Regions from separate parts of the Sus scrofa genome. Here region 2 is linked to region 1. A link is a contact called in public Hi-C data. All regions are on one chromosome and are shown on one strand. Each heading gives the region's core, a stretch centred on a gene start, on an enhancer-like site or on the middle of the called end of the contact. The rest is flanking DNA. Distances are from core to core; before and after follow the strand shown.

What was found. A called contact is a pair of places that touch in the nucleus more often than the background predicts.
Region 2: a contact with region 1 is called in a Hi-C map of alveolar macrophages, with 5 times the contacts expected there. The contact joins the promoter of ASIC1 here to the promoter of AQP6 in region 1. A contact is called at or near these places in 4 of 5 promoter capture datasets (fetal liver, fetal skeletal muscle and liver), 35 of 47 Hi-C or Micro-C datasets (adipose tissue, alveolar macrophages, blood and 18 more) and 2 of 2 datasets of contacts at active chromatin or transcription factors (alveolar macrophages and skeletal muscle).

Annotation. Positions count from the first base shown.
Region 1 is chr5:15,885,632-15,891,687 of Sscrofa11.1, reverse strand. AQP6 (aquaporin 6) reads right to left here and starts at 3,402. Exons shown (of 4, transcript NM_001128467.1): 1 at 3,010-3,402; 2 at 2,067-2,225; 3 at 1,728-1,808; 4 at 883-1,098. The coding sequence starts at 3,402. The coding sequence ends at 886.
Region 2 is chr5:15,961,223-15,967,278 of Sscrofa11.1, reverse strand. ASIC1 (acid-sensing ion channel 1) reads right to left here and starts at 2,197. Exons shown (of 12, transcript XM_021091640.1): 1 at 2,058-2,197; 2 at 801-1,178; 3 at 9-204. The coding sequence starts at 1,162.

The DNA.
Region 1 (6,056 bases), core at 2,153-4,652:
GTGGCATGGGAAGCAGGCGAACACCTGGGGGAGCCCGCCCCCGGGGAAAGGCCTGTCTGGCCTGGACCTCCTTTGCCTGTATATCCTGCCCCTCCACCCACCCTGAAGAGGGTCCTTCTGTGGCAGTTCTTCCTGAGGGAGGGGCTCTCTGCTGAGGATTTGGAGGAGTAAGGAGTGAACACCTATTGGGAGGGTAATCTCTGGCCTCAGGAATCCCCCAAACCACATCCAAGAGCAGAAGCACCCCTCCAAGGAGCTCTGAAGCTGTTCCAGGGCCTGATTTTTCCTGAGAAGACTGGCCCCTTCTCCCCAAGGGTGGGGTGAGAGGCTGGGGTTCCCTGACATCCCCATAGCCCTCAATCTCTAAGCAGAGTGGCTGTCCAGGCTCAAATTCCCTTTTCTTCAAGACAAGGGGGTCTGGGGGCCCAGGACCACCCCCCTGCCATGGGGCCCAGACAGATGAGATAAGGGAGGGCAATCACGATTCCCCTGCCTCCCTCTGTTCTGACTCATTAAAAGAGATGTAGGAGGAGTTCCCTTGTGGCTCGGTGGGTTAAGGATCTGGCATTGTCACTGAGGCAGCTCGGGTCACTGCTGTGGGGTGAGTTTGATCCCTGGCCTGGGAACTTCCACATGCTGTGGCTGCGGCCAAAAAGAAAAAATATATATGGAGGAGGAGGGAACAGAGCAGATTGGATTCCCAGATCCCGTCTAGAAATGGAATGCCAGGGATTCCCCCTGCCCACCCTGCTAGGACAAGGGGCCAAGCCTCCCTACCCCACCTTGCAAGTCCCCCGCCCCCCAGGAAAACCTGAAGTCTGGTTACACAAGCATGCTGCCCACTTTCAGGGCACATTTCAGAAGCTCGAGGGCAGGGGCCAAGTTCTAGGCCACCTGACACACACTCTCCATTTCCATGTCCCCTGAACTGGCCTGGGATCCTTCCTTCTGGGGCTCCTCCCCTTCCACTTTCTCCACCTCCGCAGTGCCAGTGAGGATGGCCAGTCGCTGGGCCAGGGTCTTGGTGTCAGGGAACAGGATAAAGTTGTAGATCAGCGAAGCCAGGACAGCCCCCGTCAGGGGTCCCACCCAGAAGATCTGAGGAGGCAGAAGTGGGCATCCTGCTCATGAACCGTTCAGACCACAGGGCAGCTTTGAGACCCCACCTGCTTGACTTGGTCTCCCAGGACCCCTGGAGCTATCTACAAGGTGGTGAACTTGAGAAGCAGGAGTCCTGCCCCACCCCACGCCACCCTGAGTTCCCACAGGTGAAGGGACCTTGCCTCCCACCGGGCTGGGCCAGGCTCCCCGCCACCTCTGCCTCCCTCCTCTGGCCTCCGCCTTTCCAGCCTGGAACCCTGGCCAGTGCTGTTCCTGTCCCTGCTGGCGTGTGTGTCTATTTCTGTTTGTCTTTTTCTTTATCCAAGTTTGGAAATTGGTCCAGCTGGAGGAAGTGAATGAGGAAACAGCCAGGACTTGAGGCCTGGACCCAGGCTGCAGCTCCTGCCCCAGGCCTATTTCTTAGCAATCCACAGGGTACCCTGGAGTTTTGAAGCTGAAAAGAAAGGCCCTCGTCTTCTGAGCTCAGGGAAACCTCCGATGGAGGTCAGGGTGGTCTGTAGCAGGGGAACTTGTCCCCTCAAGTGACTGTGGCCTCCCTGCTGAAGAAAGCCCCTATTGCCACTGGGGCCGTCTCCCTTCGGCTAGCTGCCGCCAGAGGGTCTCACCCAGTGGACCTCGAACTTCCCAACGATGATGGCAGGACCAAAGGAGCGGGCTGGGTTCATGGAGCAGCCGGTGAAGTAGATCTGAGACGCAAGTGCGGGTCAGGGTGTGAGGAGGCCAAAGGCAGGCCGGGAAGGACAGCCCCCTCCGCCCCAGCTCAGAGCCCCACCCCAGGCTTGGCCCCTGCAGCACCCTCCCCTGGGCCTGGAGTGAGGGGTGCAGCTTTGCCCCCAAGGCATGAGGGGCTCAGGGAGGGACACTTCCTGGCCTTCGGGGTCCCGGCAGCCTCCCCAGGGAGGGACCCGTGGGTGCATGTGCAGGGCGTCCCCTTTGCCCCTTACCCCAATGAGGTGGCCCACTGCCACAGAGGCCCCAATGGTGGCCGCTGGGGAGCCTGTCGCCTGACGGCTGTCGGTGGAGGCGAACACACAGAGCACGAGCTGCAGGGTCAGGACCAGCTCCACTGCCACCGCCTGGCCGATCGAGACACTGTTCCTGACCTGTGCGAGGGGCTTAGGCTGGAGCCAGCAGGCTCTGCCCGGGGCTGGTGGCCCTCTGGGCCTCATTTCCTCGCTGTAGGGGGCAGGACACCACAGCACCGCCCGCCCCAGGACTCAAGAAGCTAAAGGGCAGGGGAGAGCTGTGCGGTGTGGGTCCGGTCCGCCGGACACAGACACTAGCTCCCCGCAGAAGGGAGTGGTACCCCTCCCGCTGCTACTCGGCTTGGTTGGGGCCAGCGGTTGGGGGCGGGCGGCGAGGCGGTGCTGGGGGCTGGTGGGAAAGGGAGGCTGAGAAGCTGAGATGCGCGATGCACGTTTGCAGGCTGCCTGGGAGGGACCGTGGGCAGGACCGGAAGGTGGGGACTTGGGGAAGTAGGAGGAACACAGCTGATTAGAAGAATGTGGAGGAGTGAGACAGGCCTCGGGGTGCTGCGGAGGGAGGGACACGGGGAAACAGAGGAGTGGGGGACGTGGGGTGGACCTGGGGAGAGGAAGGGCGTGCAGGGTCCCCCACCTCTCCCCGGCTACTCTGATCCTTAAATGCCTGGCCCGTCTCTGACTTCTGCCCCTTAGTGTGGCTTCTGCCTGCTTCCCCAATCCCCGCACCAGGATCCCACGTCTGCTCTGCCTGCATCAAGGCCACAGTCATTCCTTGGGGCCCAAGGCCCAGCCCAGAACAGGTGTGGAGCTCGTGCTCTGTGGCCTCCCTGTCCCCTCTCCTCTGGCCCAGCCCTCCCCCCTTTCCACCTGTAGGAACCTGCCTCCTCCCCCTCGCTGCACCTACCACGTTGACCCCGAGGGTCTCTCGGATGTCCTCAGGTATGACCCCGTAAAGAAGAGCAGCCCCCACTGTGGCCCCCGCCAGCTGGGCAGCCACATAGGCCACAGCGCGGGGCAGGGAGATCTGGGAGCCCACGAGGTAGGCCAGCGTCACAGCAGGGTTGACGTGGGCCCCACTGGCCTTCCAGGTGACCTGGACGATCATGGCCGTGGCCAGGTTGAAGGTGATGGCAATTTGCAGCACAGAGGGAAGGGCCAGGGGCCATCTGAGAGCTGAGCCCACGCCGAAGAACACGTACAGCCCCGTGGCCAGGAACTCGGCAAACAGAGCTTTGCTGACAGTCATCCAGAGCCGGCACACCAGCGTCTTGGCCAAGCTGCGCCTGCCCAACTCCATTGTGTCCAGGTCCTGGGGCCTTGGCGGTCGTTTCCTTTGTTCCCAGGGCCTCCCCTTCTCTTGCCTCTGATCTCCCTGTCTCCTCTGGTCTCCTGTATCTGGGCAGCTCGGGCCTTGGCCTGCAGCTCCCTCCCTGTGCTGTCAGCAGAGGACTGTGCTGGTCAGACCTGCAGGCAGTGGGCTGACAAGGTTATATGTGTCTGCATGGGTGGGGGGTGCGGGAGTGACCCGAGGGGTGGCGCTCACATGCCCGCTCCACCCTCAGCTCACCTGACAGCCAGAGGAGGGGGGGACGTCCCCAGGCACCCAGCCGGAACGTCCCAGGAGTTTTCCAAGCTGGACAGACCTAACTCTGCTGCAGGCAGAAGCCCAGCCTGAGAGCTGCAGGTGTGGGAGTGGTGCTGGGCCTGGGATTCCGAGGTGCTCCCATCTTCATGTCAGCTTAGCACAAGATCACTCGGATCCCCAAGTCCAAGGCCTGCTTCCGAGGGCCCTATGCATTCTCCGTGGCTCCCATTCTCCTAGCCCCCTCTGCCTTCAGGCTTGGCCTCCAAATGGGCTCACGCTATTCCGTGCCTCATAAGCCCAGATGGGAGTCAAGCTCTCTCATCCATTCCCACTGAACCCGTACTCACTGAAAGCAGGTGTGAACAGAAGCAACTTGGATATGATTTGAACCTGGGGGGCTGCAGAGGGGGCAGATGAAAGGGGGTTTATTCCACAGCTAGTCGGTGATACCCATGGCAGGGGGTGCCTCTGCTGCTGGCAGCAGGGAGTTTCCACCAGCCCTTCACCACTTCTGCCTCTTTATGCCTCCCCTGCCATCATCCCCACTCCGGCCCTGCGGCAACACAGTCTTTCTCACATCCTAAGCTCTGCCCTTTAACTCCCAGCAGCCTATCAAGGTCTTTTCTCAAACAGAATATTCTCTCCCTAAGAAGAACCTGCCGAGCTGTTAAGATAATACAATCTTCACCTCTTAACCACACCTGGGTGCCCAGGCCTTGGGCCGGGCTGTAGCTCCCTGCCCCATGGCTGTGCCCTGGTGTCCTCTGGCTTCTGAACTCGACCTGTCTCAGGATGAGATCCTCATCCCTCCCCGTGCCCTGAGCCCAGGGCTCCCATTGTCCTCAGATTGCCCAGTGGCACCTGGGGAGCATCGTTGACCTCACCCTCTGGCTCCTGTCCAGTTAGGGCGTCAAGTCCTACTGATTTTGAATCCTCAATATTTCGTGACTGTGCCTTCTTCTCACCCCCCGCTGCCCTGCAGCCTTTAACCATCCTCTCTGTTTCTCCCTTGCTCGGCTCCAATCAATTATCCACACTGCAGCCCCAGTGATCTTTCGAAATGCAAATCTGATCCTGCTGCTCCTGCTAAAATCCCTTCAAAGCCTCCGGTCCCCTCTGTGAGCTCTGTGCCTGACCTACAAGGTCCTCTGGGATCCTACTCCTCCTTCCTCACCTCTCCCCACTTCTTGCCTTGGCCTTTACCCTCTGGCCTCACCAAATGGCCAGTGGTTCTGGAACATTCCATGCTGGTCTCCCCTTGGAGAGCCCATCCCAATTCTTTGCTTAGGTGCATCCTAATCTATTCACAAGGCTCAGATTTGATGTCACCTCTCCCTTTCCTGGGTGAGGCCCCCTCTGTGGGCTCCCACCGCACCTGGCCATATTGGTATATCGCAGTCACCATCGGGTGTTGTCAAGGTGTTAGCATATCTCTCCAGTGAGGCGGTGAGCCCCTTAGGGGCCAGGAACCAAGTTTTGTTCATCCCTACATATAACCTCTTGCACAGGGATTAGCTCAAGCCTATAGTAGATGCTCAATGAATATCTGGGGTTTTTTTGGCTTTTTTGGTTTGTTTTGCTTTTTAGGGCTGCACCTGTGGTTTATGGAAATTCCCAGGCTCGGAGTCGAATTGGAGCTACAGTTGCTGGCCTACGCCACATCCACAGCAACTTGGGATCCAAGCCGCATCTGCAACCTACACCACAGCTCATGGCCATGTCGGATCCTTAACCCACTGAGCAAGGCCAGGGATCGAACCCGCATCCTCTTGGATCCTAGTTGCGGTCGTTAACTGCTGAGCCACGAAGAGAACTCCCTCAGTGAATATTTGTTGAATGAATGAATAAGGGAATAAAAGCTTCTTGACCTCTTGGAGGCAGGTGACTTTCATGTGCTTCATTTCAGCCAGCTCTTCTCACAGCCTCAGCCCTGTCCTCCCCTGGGGCTGGGCCTCCTGAAACTTTTTTTTTTTTTTTTGTCTTCTTGCCTTTTCTAGGGCCGCTCCCACGGCATATGGAGGTTCCCAGGCTAGGGGTCCAATTGGAGCCGCAGCCGCCGGCCTACACCAGGGCCACAGCAGCACGGGATCCGAGCCATGTCTGCAACCTACACCACAGTTCACGACAACGCCGGATCCTTACCCCACTTAGGCCAGGGATCGAACCAGCAACCCCATGGTTCCTAGTCGGATTCATTAACCACTGAGCCATGACGAGAACTCCAAGGCCTCCTGAAATATTCAAGCGAAACATCTCACCTCCAACCACAGGCTCTGTCCACACCCTCCCATCTCAGTCCCAGTCACATCCCTCCCCGATTCTCTTCCCCATCCCCTTTCTGTTCGTTCAGCCATCCTGGTTTAACT
Region 2 (6,056 bases), core at 948-3,447, 77 kb before region 1:
TCACTCACCACCTTGAAGTCCTCGGCGCTGCAGACCTCCCCCCGGAAGTGGCAGGAGAGCAGCATGTCTCGAATGTCGTGCCCTGCGCGGTCATAGAACTCGCGCATGTTGAAGGGCTTGGGCTTGAAGCTGCGGAAGTTGGCCTTGTCCTGCAGTATCTCCAGCTGCTTTTCATCTGCCATCTGTGTGTCCGGTATCTCATACCTGGAGCCCAGGGGTGAGCAGCGCATGGATCAGCAGGACCTTCCGTTCCTGCTTCCATTTGGCCTCCAGTGTCCCACGCCCAACCTTGGGGGGAGGGCAGCATCCAGCCCTGGGCAGAGGCACAGAAGGAGAGCTGGGCGTGTCTAGAGGACCTGCCCCATGGGGTCTAAGAAGACAGAGGATCTGCAGTGGCTGCCCAGAGGCTGGGCATCTCAGCACATGGGTAAGGGGGGGGGGCAGAGATCAAGGCAAGAACTATGGCTTTTATACTATAGTTTAAAGATGGTTTGCTTCCATCCCCCGAGTGAGGAGAAAATTGAGACACAGTGGCAGAACGGTGGGCAAAAGTCACTCTAAAGGGGGGAACGATGTCTCACAACTCAGGCTGGATAGGGGCAGAGCTGTTTGGAACCGTACTGGGATCAGAGATTAGGTGCCCTTAATCGAGGGCTTGGCAGGACCCCAATTCCTTCGCTGTGAATGGCAGGTTTGAGTGGGGGGGCGCTGGAGGGCAGGGTTGTCTGAGCTGTATGATGGGTTAGAGAGGAAGCACCCCCTCGGGCGTCTGGGAGCAGGGGTGGGTGCTAGCCGCCCACCTGTTGTTGAGCAGAGCCAGCAGCTCCCCAGCGTGGTACAGGTCATTCTTGGAGACTTGGCTAAAGCGGAACTCGTTGAGGTTGCACAGCGTGACGGCAGGGAAGGTGAGCTGGGAGGCAGCCACCTCGTCGAGCTTGGTGACGTGGTGGTAGTGGAAGTAGTACTGCACACGCTCGGTGCACACGCACAGCAGCACGGCCAGCGAGCCCAGGAAGCACAGGGCCCAGAGAGCCCGCTTGAGAGACAGCCGCTCGTAGGAGAAGATGTGGGCCAGGCCGTGCAGCGTGGAGCTACTGGCGAAGGCCTGGATGCTCACCGGCTGGACGCCACCCACCTCCTCCTCCTCAGCCTTCAGTTCCATCCTGGCCGAGGGGATCCTGGGGGAAAGGGGGGTGGGGGAGTCTGTCACTGTCCTGGGGTAAGAGTACACATGGCGTCCCTCCAAATGTGTCCAGCCGGAATCCCCATCTCCAGAGGTCACTGCCTCTGGGGCAGGAGGCTTCTCGGGTGTGCAAGCCCCGAGGTGGCTGGCCAGGGGTCATACTCCCAGAAGAGGTTTTCTCCAAAGGCAGGGGCTTGGGGGTCAACTCAGGCCAAAAGAATGCTCTCCCGGGAAAGCCTCCGGGGCCAGGGGAGACCCCAGATGTAGTCATCCGAGGACGAGAGGGAAGTCCCAATGTTCCCACAGGCAGGCACAGGAGTTCCTTCCAGATGTGGGGTCACTCTGGGACAGGAATGTCCACCCCAGCCCGGAGACGCAAATTCCCCCAGATGGGCCGAATCCGGGGTCAGGAGTTCCTGGGCAAGGGTGTTCCCAGGATTGAGCTTTTGTCCCCGTGAGCTAAACCTGGGCCACAACCCCCACCCCACCCCCCGGGGGGGGGGAGGTGGGGAGGGGCCCAGGCTGAGTCCTCACCTGCTGGCGGCTCCAGTCCTCAGATCGGCGCAGGCTGTCTGTGTGCATGTTTGGGGTGGGGGGGTGGGGGGTAGAGGGCAGCCCGAGGTGGATGCCCAGGCATGGGGTGGGGGGGCGCGGTTCCCTATGACAGCGAGCTGTCCTCGCCCCGGACGCAACCCCCGCCCCCCCACGCCTTGAGTCTAGCTTCTCGACGCAGCCGGATCCCCTGCTCGGCCCCCGCCCCCCTCCCCAGCCGCTGAGACGCCCCGGCAGCCGGGGAAAGCGAGAGGGGAGGAAAGTCCTGGCTTCGGGGCGCTGGGGAGTCCCGCAGCCAAAAGCGGGGGGACCGGAGACCCACCTGAGGGGGCTTCGGGAACCCGGCAACCGGCGGCGGGTCCTGGGGCGCGGGGCCAGACGCGGGCTCAGCGCCGAGCCGCGGAGGGGCTCATGGCCCGGAGCGGGAGCCGGCGGCCGCCGCGGCACGCCGCGCAGAGCCCTGCAGGGAGCGGCCCGCCCGGCCCGGCTCGGCTCGGCTCCGTCCGCCCGCCGCGCGCGCTCGCTCGCTCGCCTCGGCTCGGTCCGCCTGGGCTCGGCGCGGTGCGCGGTGCGCGGAACGCGGTGCTCTCAGCCCTGGGATCTGCAGGGATCCATCGTCCGGCCGGGAGGCGGCGGGAGGGGAGGCGAAGGGGGAGGGGAGAGGGTGCGCGTGCGCGCCTACGAGTGTCTGCGAGGGTGTCTCTGGGCTCGTGTGCGCGCGGGGCCCCCGGAACGGGGAGCGGGACCGAGGGCTCCCCCCGCTGCCTCGTCCCCTCCTCCCAGCCGCTCTCGGAGCTGCTGCCTCCCTCCAGTCCCGGAGCAGTCTCCCTGTCCGCGAGGCCCTATGGCTTGTGTGTGTGACTGTGATGTGTGAGTGTGTGTATGTACGCGCGCGCACGCGCGCGCGCCGGGGAGGGAAGGTGTCTGCCCCCAGCGTCCCCCTCCCCGCGCTGTCTCCTTCGGATCGATGCTCCTTCCTCTTGCTGCTGCTTCCTCTGGTGGCACACACGCGTATGCGCGCGCGCGCACGCACACACACTCACACACACACAAGCAAGCTCCGACTCACACTTGACTGATTCAAGCACTTGCCCGTTTGGAGACACAGACATATATACAGACCAGAGTCACACCATGGCACTCACAGCCACACGCACCCTCCACAGACACCCACACACCTCAGAGGCCTGGCGCATAGGGCAGGAACTCAAGAGCTTAGAAATATTCACCTGTTCTCATTGTCCCTGCTCCCCACCTACATGTGACACATACACACATGTACATATGTAAACAAACACACAGGCTTGGCCACCCAAACCCTATCCTTGAGCCTTGGCCTTGCCTTGGGGTGGGGGCGGGGGGGGCATGTTTGCATCTCCTTACTACCAAACCTCTAAAGAAGGAGCAGAGAGAAGGAGAAATAGCCAGAGGTCAAGAGAATTTGGAGAGAAGTCAAGAAAGAGGGAAAGAGAAAGGAAGGGGCAGTGGGAGGACATAGGGTTGGGGGGTGAACAGGATGAGGAAGGGATGGAACCGGGAGCTGTACTCAGGGGTGGAGCAGAATTCTGAGGCACTGAGACCAGACCTGGGGGCAGGCGCGCGGGGGGGTGGGGGGTGCTTCTCCTCTAGCTCTCACCTCTCTCCTTTTCCCTCCCTCCTTCTCTCTGAGAGGCCTTGGGGGGCCCTCCCTACCCAATTAACAGAGAAGGAGCAATCAAAGCGAAGCTGTTAATTTGCTGATGCTCATTAGGGGCTCTCAACACGAAGACTGTTGAGGTCTGATGGTGTCAGGTGATGAGGAAGGGGGTGTGGGGGACCAAAATTCTATCTCTAGCCACTCCTTCACTCTACTTCCAGGCTGGTGCCACTCTGGGAGACGAAGGTGAGAGGTGTGTTCCCAGGGCTTTAAGTGAGAATGAAGAACCCGTAATGAAAAGGGGCTGGCACAGTGGAAAGAAGTTGGATGAGAAGTTGTGAGGGGTTGGGGGCGGGGGGCACACAGGAAGCCAGGGAAGGGAGCTGAAGATCCCTAGAGGGAGTGTAGGTTTAGGACTGCGGAGGAGGGAGAGTGGGATCCATTTACCAGGTGCCTGGGCAGGCGCTGCCATAAGGAAGGGAGGATCTTAGGTTCTTGTCTTCAATTGGGGAGCTGTCCAGCAGCACCAGGCTGTTCCGAGGACTGCCGTATCACTGGGCAGCCACTGGGTGGCAGCACTCTCCCAGGCACTTAAAATCAACCCAAGGAGGGTATTGGGGAGTGGGATTTCCGCCTGCGAGGGTTCCAAGCCTGGGGGTGAGGAGGCATTGGGCAGAGTCTGATTCCTGAATTCCAAGCGTCCTCAGGAGGAGGGGTGGACCATTTTGGAGCATCTGTAATTCCTCTAACTCCCCCACCCTTGCAGGCTGAGTGACACATGGAGGTTCTTCAAATGGCTGCAAATTGCTTCAGTCACCTGGGATGTTACTGAGGGAGCAGCGGGGGTGGAAAGAAGGTGATGAGGTGAGGTGGAGGCAGGCAAGGACTGATTGAGGCCAAGGAGCAGCCTCAGGAGAAGTCTGGGGGAAGATAAGAATGTGAATCAGGCAACCTCAGCTTCCAGGCTTGGCCCTGCCATTCATTAGCCAGGGCAGGGCTCTTGACCTCTCTGAATTCAGTTTCCTCATCTGTAAGATGGGGATAATATTTATTTCACAGGAATTTCTGAAAATTGCATGAGCTAATGCCTATAAAGTGCTTAGCCCGTTAACTTGTACTTAGTAAGTCCTCAATAAGTAGTAACAATTACTATTAGCATTAGTGTTTGAAGCTAGTGGTAAGACCATCAGTGCAGCCAAATCGGGGCAAAATCTGACAGCGGTTCTCAGCCCAGGCTGCACGTTGGAGTCACCTGGGATGCTTTTTCAACTGCTGCTGCTGTGGCCCCACTATAGACCAATTAACTCAGAATCTCTGGGGGTGGGGCCAGATTTCCCAGCTTCTCAAGACCTTTACTATATAGCAGCCAGTCTTGAAAAAACTTGATCTTCAGAATCCATAGGTGTGGATCCAGGCTTCAGTTATGATTCCTTGTTTGGCAGCCTCCGGCTTAGAAGTTCTTTTTTTTTTTTTTTTTTTTTTTTGTCTTCTTAGGGCTGCATTTGTGGCATATGGAAGTCCCCAGGCTAGGGGTCTAATTGGAGCTGTTGCTGTTGGCCTACGCCAGAGCCACAGCAACACCAGATCCGATCCGCGTCTGTGACCTACACCACAGCTCAGGCAATGCCGGATCCTTCACCCACTGAGCGAGGCCAGGGATTGAACCTGCATCCTCATGGACGCTAGTCAGGTTCGCTCACCACTGAGCCATGGTGGGAACTCCTAGAAGTTCTTTCTTATGCACAACTTGAGTCCCTTATGCTATTATTTCTTCTTCATTAGAGGTGAGATGGACCCCGCACACACACCCGCCCCTGCACATTTCAGCAAACATCCCCTGAGGCTCTTCCTGTGTCCCGCCCCAGGACTGGCCCTGGAGACACGGGCCAAATTTTCTCAGTGTCAAAGGAGAGATGAATGAGTTGACAACTGACTCCAGTGCAAAAACCAAGGCTGAAACTGAGGGGTAGGCCAGCGTCAAGAGGCAGAGGGGCAAGTCATACTGATGGGTTTGTGTTGCAGGAATGAGGAAAAAGGTAAGGTGGCTTTGTAAGGTGACACTTGAGGGAGTTCCTGTTGTGCCTCAGCAGTAACAAACCTGAATAGTATCCATGAGGATGCAGGTTTGATCCCTGGCCCTGCGCAGTGGGTTAAGGATCTGATGTTGCCACGAGTTGAGATATAGGTCACAGATGTGGCTTGCACCCTGCATCGCTGTGGTTGCAGCGTAGGTCAGCAGCTGCGGCTCCGATTGGACCCCTAGCCTGGGAATTTCTGTATGCCATGGGAGCAGCGCTAAAAAGCAAGCAAACAAACAAACAAAAAAGACGCCTGAGCGATCGAGACAGTGATTGGTGTCACGCTGCTCCTTTCAGCTTCTCTGGGCCCACCTGCCTCTTTTCAGGACTTGGTAGATCCTAACTCTGCAGCCCCCACCCCAGATTCTTGTCCATACTTCCCCCCTCCTGGTTCCCCACGCTGTGCCTAGACCTCAGTGTGCCTTCCGCACTGCAGCTGAGAGAGAAATAGGCCTGGAGACATTCCTCCCCTCCCTCCGCTGCGTCAGGCATCAGGCTAGGGCCCACCCAGGGCTTTGGCATCATGCTGACCTGGGTTCAAATCCTACTTCTGTCACACCAGCTCTGTGGAGTCCTGGGGAAGTTACTTAACCTGTCTGAGCCTCAC